Regions from separate parts of the Mus musculus genome. Here regions 1 and 3 are each linked to region 2. Evidence: chromatin contacts called from public Hi-C and HiChIP or PLAC-seq data. All regions are on one chromosome and are shown on one strand. Each heading gives the region's core, a stretch centred on a gene start, on an enhancer-like site or on the middle of the called end of the contact. The rest is flanking DNA. Distances are from core to core; before and after follow the strand shown.

Evidence for each region. A called contact is a pair of places that touch in the nucleus more often than the background predicts. HiChIP or PLAC-seq counts read pairs in DNA pulled down with a chosen protein or histone mark.
Region 1: a contact with region 2 is called in a FOXA1 HiChIP or PLAC-seq map of pancreatic cancer cells. The contact joins the promoter of Dppa3 here to the promoter of C3ar1 in region 2. A contact is called at or near these places in 2 of 115 datasets of contacts at active chromatin or transcription factors (bone marrow-derived macrophages and pancreatic cancer cells) and 2 of 9 other capture datasets (adipose tissue and pancreatic islet).
Region 3: a Hi-C map of bone marrow-derived macrophages shows a contact between it and region 2, with 29 read pairs. The contact joins the enhancer-like site here to the promoter of C3ar1 in region 2. A contact is called at or near these places in 1 of 15 datasets of contacts at CTCF or cohesin (embryonic stem cells), 16 of 484 Hi-C or Micro-C datasets (the MC3T3-E1 cell line, Sertoli cells, bone marrow-derived macrophages and 10 more), 5 of 115 datasets of contacts at active chromatin or transcription factors (bone marrow-derived macrophages, embryonic stem cells and pancreatic cancer cells) and 4 of 9 other capture datasets (adipose tissue, bone marrow-derived macrophages, embryonic stem cells and 1 more).

The regions. Positions count from the first base shown.
Region 1 is chr6:122,624,161-122,628,137 of GRCm38.p6, forward strand. Dppa3 (developmental pluripotency-associated 3) reads left to right here and starts at 2,264. Exons shown (of 4, transcript NM_139218.1): 1 at 2,264-2,450. The coding sequence starts at 2,363. RefSeq lists a promoter at 132-2,334.
Region 2 is chr6:122,853,443-122,857,727 of GRCm38.p6, forward strand. C3ar1 (complement component 3a receptor 1) reads right to left here and starts at 2,715. Exons shown (of 2, transcript NM_009779.2): 1 at 2,542-2,715.
Region 3 is chr6:122,651,852-122,655,905 of GRCm38.p6, forward strand. No RefSeq gene overlaps it. Among named protein-coding and RNA genes, the nearest start is that of Dppa3, 27 kb to the left of the region's middle. Within about 2 kb of position 2,255, at least 65 of the 459 cell types and tissues checked have an H3K27ac peak or open chromatin away from gene starts, as enhancers often do. A contact at or near this core is called in adipose tissue, bone marrow-derived macrophages, granulocyte-monocyte progenitors and 3 more, where this site is marked.

The sequences.
Region 1 (3,977 bases), core at 1,014-3,513, 230 kb before region 2:
AGAGAGAGAGAGAGAGAGGAAGGAAGGAAGGAAGGAAGGAAGGAAGGAAAGAAAGGAAGGAAGGAAGAAAGAAGGAAAGAAAGGAAGGAAGGAAGGAAGGAAGGAGGGAGGGAGGGAAGGAAACATAAAGATTACATGAATTGGACTGGTTATGGTATCTCAGGGGTGTCCGTTGCTTCTTTAATTTTGCATGGCTGGGACCAGAAACTAAGGCTTCATGCCTGCAGGGCAAGTCCCATACTATTAAGGCTCAAGAGTCCACCAGGCCTGTCTGTTGGATTTTCTCTAACTTCTACAATGGAATTCTCAAGTGAAGAGATCCTTCAGGTAACAACAGTTGAAAGTAGATCAACAGGGTCAAGGTGCTGTAAGAGCAGTGTGTGTGCCTTAAACTCCAGCACAGGTGGGAAGTATCTATGGGCTACTTGAAACTGGCCAGCAATCCTGTCTAGGACTCCCGAGTGCCTCGTGTGAGAATTTGCATCTTAATAAGATCCAGCTGGTCTGAGCTATGCTTCAAATTTGCATGTCAAAGAAAGTAGCTAGGACCTGTGTTAAAGTGTGAAGCCTAAAAACCACTGAATAGAATAGCCGTGGCTTTCATCCCAGCCCGTGGGAGGCAGAGGCAGGTGGATTTCTGAGTTCGAGCTCAGTCTGGTCTACAGAGTGAGTTCCAAGATAGCTAGGGCTACATCCTGATCCCATATTGCTGCACTCCTATGATCCCTGCACATTGAAGCAGAGGCAGGAGGATCCCTACAACTTCAAAAGCAGGTTGTTGAGAGTTCCAAGCAGCCTAAAGTTGTGGCATAGTAAGAGACTTCGTCTAAAACAAAACAAACATGGGAACTTTGGTCTTCATTCCTCCTTTGTGCAGACAGTGGCCCGCCCATGCTGGTACACTTCATTACAACTCAATCCAAGAATTGTTGGAGTTACGTTTTTTATTATTGATTTCCTTCTCCTCCTAGACAAAGTCTCACACAGTAGCCTTGGCTGACCTAGAATTAGAGATCCTGCTGCCTCAGCCTCTTGGATGTTGTGATTATAGGTGTGAGCCAGCATGCCCAACCAAAGTTAATTTTAGATGCTCAGAAATGCTTATACCAGGTGAGTCACCCACGCCTGAAATGCCAGCACTGGTGTAGACTGACTTAGGATTCAAAGTTCCAAAGTGCAGAGGTTGAGGCAGGGAGATATTTGAGTTGGCAGCTGGCCTGGTCTACACAGGGAGTTCCTAAGCAGCCAAGTCTGCCCTGTTTGGAAAAACAAGACAAACAAACAAAAAGTTTCAGGCCACCTGCTGAGAGACGGGGAGAAGGGGGGCGTGTCTCTTTAAAAAAAGTTGTGCGGATGGTGTTGTAAGCTTTATAATCCTAGCACATTGGAGGCAGAGAAAGGAAGAGCTCTCCAGTTTGAGGCCAACCTGGGCTGTTACATACCAAGTTTCTGAACAGCAAGACTACACGGAGTCTCAAACAAAGAGTTAGATATTATTAAATGTATTGTCTATGAAATGATCCACAATTATATATTCTTGAATTCCATGCATATATATATATATATCATAAAATATCCATCTATTTAAGTATAACAAATACATCTTTATTTAGTAGCATTTAAAGTGAAATAGTTTTCAAAGATTTAAGATGAAGCAGTCAAAGGAAACATTCTAATTAACTTAACTGATGGGAAGGGGGTGGGGGACGGCACAACTGCCTATTCTAGAACATATAAACCCAGTTCACTGATCACTAGCCATCTCCAAGATGTAATAAACAAAAATAAAATTCCTGATATTTCAGGAAACCAAAAGAGATTCTAGATAAAATCTGCAATCTTTGTTGTTGTTGTTTGCTTTTTCGAGACAGGGCTTCTCTGTATAGTCCTGACTGGAACTCACTCTGTAGACCAGGCTGGCCTCGAACTCAGAAATCCGCCTGCCTCTGCCTCCCAGGTGCTAGGATTAAAGGCGTGGTGGCTACCACTGCCAGGTTTGAAGTCTTTTTTTTTTTTCCTTCCCATTTTGTGACTAGGGCTGGTCTAGAACTCAGAGATCCACCTGCCTCAGCCTCCCTGGAACTGGCTGGGATTGCGCAGGGTTAGTTTTAACCGAGAGCGGGGAATCCTACAGTAAAAAGGCCCCGCCTCCGCCTAAAGGTGTAGCTCAGGTGAAGCCTGTAATCACTGCTCATTAGCATTAAAGTAGCCTGGGGGTAGACTCGGCTGTATAAAAGGAAACCAGACCCCCCCCCCCCCATTCACAGACTGACTGCTAATTGGGTCTTGGTTTTAGGTCTTTTCAAAGACTAAGCAATCTTGTTCCGAGCTAGCTTTTGAGGCTTCTGCCCATCGCATCGCCATGGAGGAACCATCAGAGAAAGTCGACCCAATGAAGGACCCTGAAACTCCTCAGAAGAAAGATGAAGAGGACGCTTTGGATGATACAGGTAGGCCGGCGTCGGCCTTTCTGCCCGGGGTTTTGGGAAGCCCTCCCTTCTCTTCTCGTTCAGCTAGCACGAGGCTGGTATCACTGAGCCCAGCACTGACTCAGTGGAGGACCAGGGAGTTTCAGGCCATCTGTTGTGAGTGCAAACCCAAGCCAGAGATGATGGTTAAGAATATACACCTTCCTCGGGGTGAAAATGCTGGTTCGTAGAGATAAAAAGAACCGGGAGGGAGTTGAGACTGTGGTATCTCGGTTGCGGGATTTTTAAGACTCATAAGACCACGTTCTGGGCTGTACTGGGTTGTATGGTTGGGGGGGGGGGGTAACATTTCCTCATCAGCAATTGGTCTCCGCGGTGTTTTTATTTTGTTTTGTTTTTAAATATTTATGATTTGGTGTTTGAGGCAACAGTGCCTGGACTAGAACTCCCTGTGCAATCCAGAATGGCATCCCAAATCCGAGAATTAAAGATTAAAGGCTTCCGAGTGGGCTGCAGTGTGTGTGTGTGTGGGGGGGGGCGTTGTTTGTGTTGTTTTAGCATAGAAATCTTGGTTGAGACAGTCTCACTCTGTGGTAGTAGATACAAGGAACGCAACCTTGTAGCCCTGGCTGGGCTCAGTCTCGATCCTCCTGCCTCTGCCTCCAAAGTTTTAGAATTAAAAGTGTGCAGTGTCATGCCGGCCCTTGTGTAGCACCGGAGTTTTGTTTGCTTCTCTGTGTAGCCCAGGTTGTCCTAGGACGCTGTACACCAGGCTGGCTTGGGACTCAGGAGGATCCGCCTTTCTCAGACTTTCGAGTGCAGGGATTAAAGGCAGTGCCACCTCGGTGGGCGACAGCGGAATCTTTTAAGCTTCAGTTGAACCTGGGTTTTTTTTTTTTTTTTTTTTTTTTTTTTTCTTATTCTCATCTACTTTCTTTCCAGCTAAATATCCTTTTCAGGTAAATGGCTATTCAAGGGGAGCCCAAGATAGGCTGAGCCGTGTGCTACATGGGCCCACTGGTTCCCACTCCCCAGCTGCAGTTGATTCTTTGTCCGAGGGACTGCCTCCGGGCACTCCCGGTCTAGGGCGTGGCTCGAGAGGAGCCCTCCCCTCCGGTCTGATTAGAAAACAAAAAAATGCCTTGAATCTGCCAGTTACACGGGACCTTCGTATTTCCACGAGATAATTCTTTAGCCTTTGGGGGCTTTTTAAATCTTGAGGCTGTTCAGCCCCTACTGGTCTAAAACCCACTATCCAAGCTAGGCTAGATCCAAACTCTCAATCACTTCGGAGGCAGAAACGCTGGCTGGCTGGCTCAGCCTTGGAGTCACTTTGCCTTTCTTCCAGGAGCGTTGTGGTTACGTTTTCTGTATAAGATGGGGCCATCTACTGCGTGTGGACGATTCAAACGGAGAGAGCTGGTTTCCCAACATTTGTTTTTCGAGACTGTTTTCAAGACAGGGTTTCTTCTCTGTGTAGCCCCAGGCTGACCTCGAACTCAGAAACCCGCCTGCCTCTGCCTCCCAAGTACAGGGATTAAAGGCGTG
Region 2 (4,285 bases), core at 1,465-3,964:
GTTCTGAGCACTCGGACAAATGCATCCTTTCTGCCCACGTCTCATCCCTTCAGATCAATGCTGCTTTATATTCCTAAGCAGGGCTAATGGTTTCCACTTAGAAATACGCCCCTAGAATGGCTTCTTCCATGCCCTACACTAAAATTCTACCCATTAAAATACTTACTCCTCAAGGTTAACCTCAATGCACTATATCTAAAACAGTCTCTTATAATCCTCGAAGAAACTGATTCTTTGGTCTCTCACTTGTACATGTGTGTGCTGACTCATGTACATGAATGTAGAAGTGTGTGGTTGATTTTTTTCTGACATGTCCTATGAGGAGGCACATGTAATCTTAGGTTGTAATTTTTATAGTGGCCCTAAACTGTGTGATGGTAAAGACAAGACCTGTTTACAAATGCCTCTTCCATATCATTTAGCATATGGATCAAGGGTCACTTTTTTTTTCTTTTGTTTTTTTCTGAGATGAAGTTAGATTATATAGACCAGGCTGGCCTCAAACTGGAGATCTTCTGCCTCAGTCTACCAAATGTTGGGATTACAACGCATGTACCCCCACGGCCAGGGGGATGCTTACCTTTCGGGTTTAATTTTTTCATTTTCAATTACATTAAAAATATTAGTCTTTAGCCATTTTATTTTTTTCCCATATGGCTTCTTAATTCCTATGCTGTCTCTTCTAAATTTCTCTCTTGATTTTAAATTCCCAAACATTACTGGATGTAGTAACAGTTTATATCTTTAAAAATGATTAATTTTCATTTTATGTGTGTTGCTGTTTTGCTTGCATGCGTGTCTGTGGGATGGTGTCAGATTTCCTGGAACTGGAGTTACAGACAGTTGTGAGCTGCCATGTAGGTGCTGGGACTTGAACCCTGGTAGAGCAGGGTTCTGGAAGCGCAGCCACTGCTCCCAACCACCGATCATCTCTTCAGCCTCCTCCATTTTTATTTATTTGATTTGATTTGATTTTTTGGTTTGCTTGTTTTTAAATGGAAGCTGGGACATTTGGAAGCGATTCTGCTGAACTTGACAAAAGTTTGTGACAAGTCTTATGCGGTAAGCAGAAGTTAGGATAACAACAGAATAAGAAGAAAAGGAGAAACGATACCCACTCTGGTCTCTGTCTTTTTCAAGTCCTACCATTCCCTTATGTGAACGGCAAGAACTCGGATCTAGTGTCCCATTCCAACCTCAATGCGTACCATCCTAAGATGCTGAGAGCAAAGCCCACCCAGAGACTGCTAGGAACAGAGCAACCCACAGACATCCCTCGCTGTGCAGCTTTTGATGCTGAGATTCTGGAGATGACGTGGCTTTCACGTGACCGCAGCCGGGGAGAGCCCCAGCTACTCACCTAATAACGCCTAGGTTACTGTTCTTTTTTACTGCAGGGATCACATGACTGAGAAACTGTGGTCTCGATAATAAAGTGGACATAGCGATTTAAAATAACAGAAGTTGAAAGGAAAACATTCCAATGTAAGAGCAACTGAGTTCCGTGCTGTGAGGAATAGTTTAAATATCACAAATGATCTTCCTTGAAAGCTCACACCCTAAAAGTCATCCAGGACAAGACCACATTACATTTCCCCAAGTTCTGAGCAACCCCCCCCCAAAACCAAACCAAACAAAAACCCTCTATGTTTAAGTTTTTTATAAAGATTTCAGGATTGAGTTGGCCAGAGTAATTAAAAAAAAACCTGAAACTAAAATGTATTTATGATGAGTAAAAATTAGATTTAAATATCAAATAATAATTATGGAATGATAGAACCAGCTATTTTGATAAGGAATAGCTCAAAGAACGGGAGAGTTACAGAGAGCAACAGAAGAAGAATCCACATATGGGCATATATATATGTGTGTGTGTGTGTGTGTGTGTGTGTGTATATATACATAAAAATAAATGTGTGTACATGTGATCAATGATTACAGAAGCAAAACTAAGGGAAGAAAACATGATCTATAATCTAGGGGAATAAATAACATAAATTCATTATTATTTTCAGAATGAAAATATTAAAAGCCAAGATAAATAGAATGTATAGTATTTACATAAAAATAAAAGTAGACATGGAGATAAGACAGGAGAAATAAAAATTTGGGAAAGTTGGGAGGCAGAGACAGGCGGATTTCTGAGTTCAAGGCCAGCCTGGTCTACAAAGTGAGTTCCAGGATAGTCAGGGCTACACAGAGAAACCCTGTCTCGAAAAACAAAAACAAAACAAAACAAAACAAAACAAAACAAAACAAAACAAAACAAAACAAAACAAAAGTTAGGGAAAGAACCAGATATGATTGTGTACAACTTTAATCGCAGGAGAAGGAGATATAGCTCTGTGAGTTTAAGGCTAGCCCAGTCTATGTAGTGAGTTCCCAACCATCCAAGGCTCTATGTAAGACTCTCAAAAAAAAAAAAAAAAAGTTTTAGGGAAAAGAATAGAAGGAAACAGAAGATAAGGAACTTGAAGCCATTGTACATAATCAGCAGGCTAAACCAAGCATGAACTATAAGGCTCATCTATGTTTTCTTACCAAGCACACTGAGATGGAATCCAAAGGCTCCAGGACTGATGATCTGCGAGCCACCAACAAATCCTGTCTGGTCCAGCCAAAATGAAGTAGTGAAGTGCATTGGACGAGTTGCTGAGCACTGACTTTTCCCTGGGTAAAGGGAACTCAGGATCATGACTGCTATCTGACTGCACAGGAAGGGCCTTTCCATGAGTCACCTCTTAAACTTAGCCGGCGTAGATAAGAAAAGCAGAAGGACAGAGGAGGGCGGGTGGAGGAGGCCGATCAGGACACAGATATTTCCTGCAGGAACCTGTCACCTTAGCTACGAGATGCTGAGATGCAGGCAGGCAGAAATTTGAGGCTTGTCTGTGCTACAGAGTGAGGTTTTATTTTTTTCCCTTTAAATTTGCTTTATTTTATCTTTATATCAGTATGTGTGTGCCATATATGGTTGCTCACAGAGGCCAAGAAAGGATGCTAGATTTCTTGGAACTGGAACCTAATGTGGGTGCTGGGATCTGTTTTTAACCTCCGAGCCATCTCTCCAGTCCCATAGAATGGGGTATTTAAAAGATCTATTGATTTTCTTTTATGTGTAGGAGTTCTTCCCCCCCCCCCCATTTGTGTGTACATATATTTGTGCCTGCTACCTATGGAGGCCAGAAAAGGGCATGGGGGGGGGGGTCCCTGGAATTGAAGTTATAGATTTGCCAGTCACTCATTTGGTGCTGGGAACTCAACTATTAAGCCATTTTTCCAGCCTCTACAGAGTGATTTTAAGACCAACTTGAGAAAGTTAGCAAGACCTTATCTCAAGACAAAAAAGTAATAAAAGATCTAGGGATATAGATTGTGGGTGAGCACTTGTCTGCTATGTCCTAGGTCTTGTGGTTAATCCCCAGGTCAGGAAAAAACTGTGTGTGTGTGTGTGTGACGACGGGAGATGGCTATGATCAAGTTAGGTTGAATGCATATGTACTTGTTAAAGAACAAATAACACATTTAAGAACAACAACAAAAAGATGGCTGAGTTGGGAGGTGTAGCATAAATTTTTTGCAACCTACTTTTAATTATAAGGTTCATTCTCTTCTCTAACCTACCACCCAGCAGAGAGAGTGGAAGAAAAGTTATTAGAATATGGTGGAAGTGGGCCTGTTCAGCAATAGTTCTTTGGGGGGGGGTGGGCGCAATCCCCGTCTTCTTTCTCAGCAGTTCAGTCCCATAGCAAACACCAAATACAACTCAGCAGTTGTAGACCAGTCCTATAGGCAGGCAGATGCCACACATGAGCTAGCAGCTTCAATCCAGTCCTCTCCACCAGCAGACACCGGGCATGAATGCCAACTGGTCTGAGGCAAGGCTGCTAAAGTGGCAAGCAGCTGCAGGAACCGAAGTCCTTGGGTGAGTTTCTCTCAATGGCTGCATTACCACGAGTTGAGCTCAACCACGCTATATAAGGTGAATGAAGAATGGGGAGACAGAGCAAACCAAACCAAGGCTCAGTGCTCATGCCCCACTGTCTGTGGAGTCATATTTACATTCTTTCCTCAAGTGTCCTTTCACGTGTCTGCTATATCAAAACTTCCTTTCACCGTCGTCTGCTTCAGGAAAACATTTTCTCACATGTTTAGTTTAGCAAGACATCCTTTCACCTGTGCACCCCAGCAAAACATCATTTGACAGAACTAACTTTCCAAAGAAACTAGAGATTTCCGCTTAAGGGGGTTTTGAGGAGGAATGCTGTAAAAATACATTTAATTA
Region 3 (4,054 bases), core at 1,005-3,504, 200 kb before region 2:
CAGAGGCAGGTGACTCTCTTGTGAGTTCAAAGCTAGCCGGGTCTACATAGCAAGATCCAAGCCAACCAAGGCTATGTAATATGACCCCATCTCAAAACAGCAGCACCACCAGCAGCAAACAAAGTCAGGACACTACACAGGAACGGGGATGGGTGTGATGGGTGTGGTGTCAATTTAGCTGCCATCTCTGAGGAGATATCTCCCCAAGTGGAACAGGCAGCATATATCTTTATCTTCCACTGCAGAGCCTGTGAGTTAGGGTGACGAGGATATTTTGGAAGAAGACAATGGAGGCTTTTGTACAACTTTGTGGATGCAATTGGTTCCACTGGATTGGTCTAAGTGGAAAATGATTATATCATATATATTTACTTTATCACAATTTAAAATAAAACTTATCAATAGAGAGAAAGAAGAGAATTAAAGTAACATGAATAGGTATCTGTGGGATTTGTGGATGGGTTTAGGGAGGTTTTCTTCCCCATAGTTAAATTGTGCTTTGTATAAAATGTAAATAAGTGACATAAAATGTAATCTTCTGTGTTGCTGTGACATTTGAGTCTTCCCTAGCTCTCTAAAAGGAGTGATTCCGGAGGAGAAGCAAATGGAGATTTATTAAAACGAAACAAAACAAAACAACCCCTCAGTACTTAGTTTATATTTAGTCTGATGGTTGCTTTTCTTCAAAGATTAGTTTTCATAATTTAATCTTTCAAAAAAAAATGTGCTATGTGAATGAACATTTTGCCTGTATTTATGTATGGATGTATGGATGTGCACCATGAGTGTGCCTGGTGCCTGAGGAGGTCAGAAGAGGGCATCAGATCCCCTGGACTTGGAGTTATGGATGGTTGTGAGCCACTATGTGGGTGCTGGTAACCAAATATGGGTCCTCTAACTGCTGAGCCATTTCTCCAGCCCTGATTGTCATCTTTATAGGGCACTTGGGCATTCAATCTGTGATGTCCAAAATGTGCTCAGCAGAGGGCAGGCGGCAGCAACTGCCTGACCTGTAGAATGTGGCATTTGTGAGTATAGGGGTAGGTGGGAGTTGACAGAACCCTAAAAGACAGAGAAGATCGCTTCCCTCACTCCCAGTATGAAGACCCTGTTAAATGGTTCTCACCAGACTTTTATTCCTAAGTGTGCTGACACAGAACAGGAACAATAATGTCTTTCTGCCCAAGTGCTGAAAAAGCTTACACTTAAAGAAGGTGGCATGTGGTAAGGCACTTGCCCAGCACACATGGGCTGCGGGTTTAGTCCTCAGCATCACATACAAGCACAGACCACAGGGGACATGATATAAAAGCCAAACAGTCAGAGAGACGGCAACTCTGTATCACTGGGCCCTTTACGGTGGACAAAGGATGGCGCTTCTGGGCTTCACAGAGGAAGTTAGCACCGGAGAGCTGGCACTTCCTGTTGCTTTGTGTACAGAAATGCAGCATCTGAGAGTGTCATTGTTCACATCTTATTCATCTAGAATGGCGCAAATTAATATGGAAGAAAGACAAGAAAGCAAGAGAGGGGGGAGGGAAAACCAAGAAGGATGGCTGGGAAATTCCGGATGTGCTCTTTTTATTGTTTGTTTTTCAAGACAGGGTTTCTCTGCCCACCCCTGCCTCCCTGTGCTGAAATTAAAGGCATGCATCATCACCACCACCTGGCTAGATGGTTCATTCTATAGGTGATGAAACATGTAGAGGCCACTGGGAAAGGCGGAGGGAGGCTGAGGGGAAAATACGATTGGCTAGGGGAATGGCTGATAAATTCAGGAGGGATTAGCCGGGTGTGGTGGCACACGCCTTTAATTCCAGCACTCAGGAGGCAGAGGCAGGTGGTTCTCTGTGAGTTAGAGGCCAGCCTGGTCTACAGAGTGAATCTAGGACAACCAGGAATACACAAAGAAATTCTGTATCAAAAACCATAACCAAAACAAAACAAAAATTGAGGAGGGATTCTGAACATCAGCCAGACTTGGTAGGAAGAAATACAATTTTTTTCTTATCTCTAGAGGCTGGGCTTCCCCTTCTCAGAGGAGAAGGAGGGGCATGAAGGGAAGGGCAGTATGAGGGGGGACTGAGAAGAGGGGGGAGGCTGCAACCAGGGTGTAAAGTGAATAAATACATTAAGGGGAGGGAATCACTAGAGAGACAAAACTCTTCACGAAAGCTACCCTCTAACATTTCACTCTTTAGTGCCCTGGATATGGACAACCTCCTGTGTGCTGAGGATACCACACCAGGGGAAAGAAGCAAGAGATGGTGGCTGTGTGCATGTCGCTTTACAATGTAACAAACGACCAGGAACTTCCCACCCTAGAATAAGACAAACTGATGACCTCGAAGTTCTAAGACAGAGGCTGACATGGATCTCATTAGAACAAAATCAAGGAGTCTGCAGGGCCCCTCTTCTGCAAAACCAAGGCTCTTGGGTAGAATCCCTCACCCAGGCTCTCAGGTAGAATCTGTCGACTCTTCTAGAGCCTTGCCCTCGTTGGCTCTCACTTCTCCATTTTTAATGCATCTGTTTGCCCACTTCTTCCACTTTTGTACATTTAACATCCCTGTGACTCACTGGCCCATCCGGGTAATCCAGAAACCCCCAACGTGAAGGTCATCTGACTGACAGCAACAATTCCATCTGCAACCACCATTCTCCTCGGTCATGTGACATAACACATGACCAGGTCCTGTGGAGTTTGTATATGGATCTCTTTAAAAGAGGAACACATTCTGCACAGCACAAAAGGGGACTTCCTGTGCTACAGTTGCCATTAGCTATGTGTCAACTAGGTTTGAACGAGTAATTTGGCAGGGACTGTGCTATAGAGATGAGTAATATATAGAAAAGGATAATCGTGGCTTGTGGCTAAGTTGGACCTCCAGCCTGGGGAAGGAAGAATGATTGCTCAAGTCATATCAATCTGTAGCTTCTCCCCTCTGCAGTGGGAAGAAACAAATCATGTAGTTCTTATGTACTAGGTGTTCAGGTGGGTGGACCTACCAGCATCTCTACCTGGAGGCAAATTCCAAACTCCCCATAGCCTTGCTGTGCACAGGCTCACTTTCCTGGGTCTCCATGTAGAGAAGGAGCTGGGAGCCTCTGTTATTGACATAGACTTGGGGGGGGGGGGTCAGGACCCCCCCCCCACACACACATAGGTAGAGAGTGGGTCAGAAAGCAACCATAGGGTCTATTATTATACTCTTTCAAGATGAAAGCAAACCTGTCCGGGGCCAGCCCGGCACCTCTTCTTTCTTGGTTCTTCTTGAGGCAGTGGATGGGGAAGAGCATCAGTGGTGGCAAGACTTGATCTTGTGAGATATTTAGGGTTGCTGTTTAGCAATAAAACACTTACCTATTAAGTCTAAGTCACTTTGCTACTGTAGCTGACCTGCCTGAGCTCCTTGGAGGCCAGAAACAGCAGCCTCATTGTTTAGCACCTCATTGTAAAACAGCAGGGAATTAAGCAAAGGATTAATTGCTAGAGCCTTTACTCTTTTGTTCAGATGTCTCTTTTTGTCAGGCTAGTGGGAAGTTTGGAGCAATAAACTTCTATTGAACTAGGATTAGAGAGTCACACTCACAGAAGGAAAACTTTTACACAGGCAAATATGGATAAACTCACATAAACTCATATGCAGATTCATGCTTATATATTCATATATTTCCATTCAAACCAGTTGGGCTCAGCTTACATACTTAGCTCATAGTTACATACTTACACACACACACATCCATGCTTACGTATGTATATCAAGCAAAAGACCAAGCATCAGTGCAGAAGAACTCACTCATTCTGGATGAAAAATGAACTCCAGTCTTTATTGTATAGAGGTGGGGAGAAGCATCAATCCTTTTATTGCTAAATTAGTTAAACACAAGCCTGTAAGATGAAAGCTTTGTCCTCTTTAATAAGACTAAGCCTGCCTTGCTGTTAAGAAAATACCTGTTGAGTCCCACGGTAAGGGGAAACCTGCCTACTCCTTCTGATTCTTTGCAGCTTCTTCTTTCCTTTTCCTCTGTATTCTGCATATTGCTCTCTTAA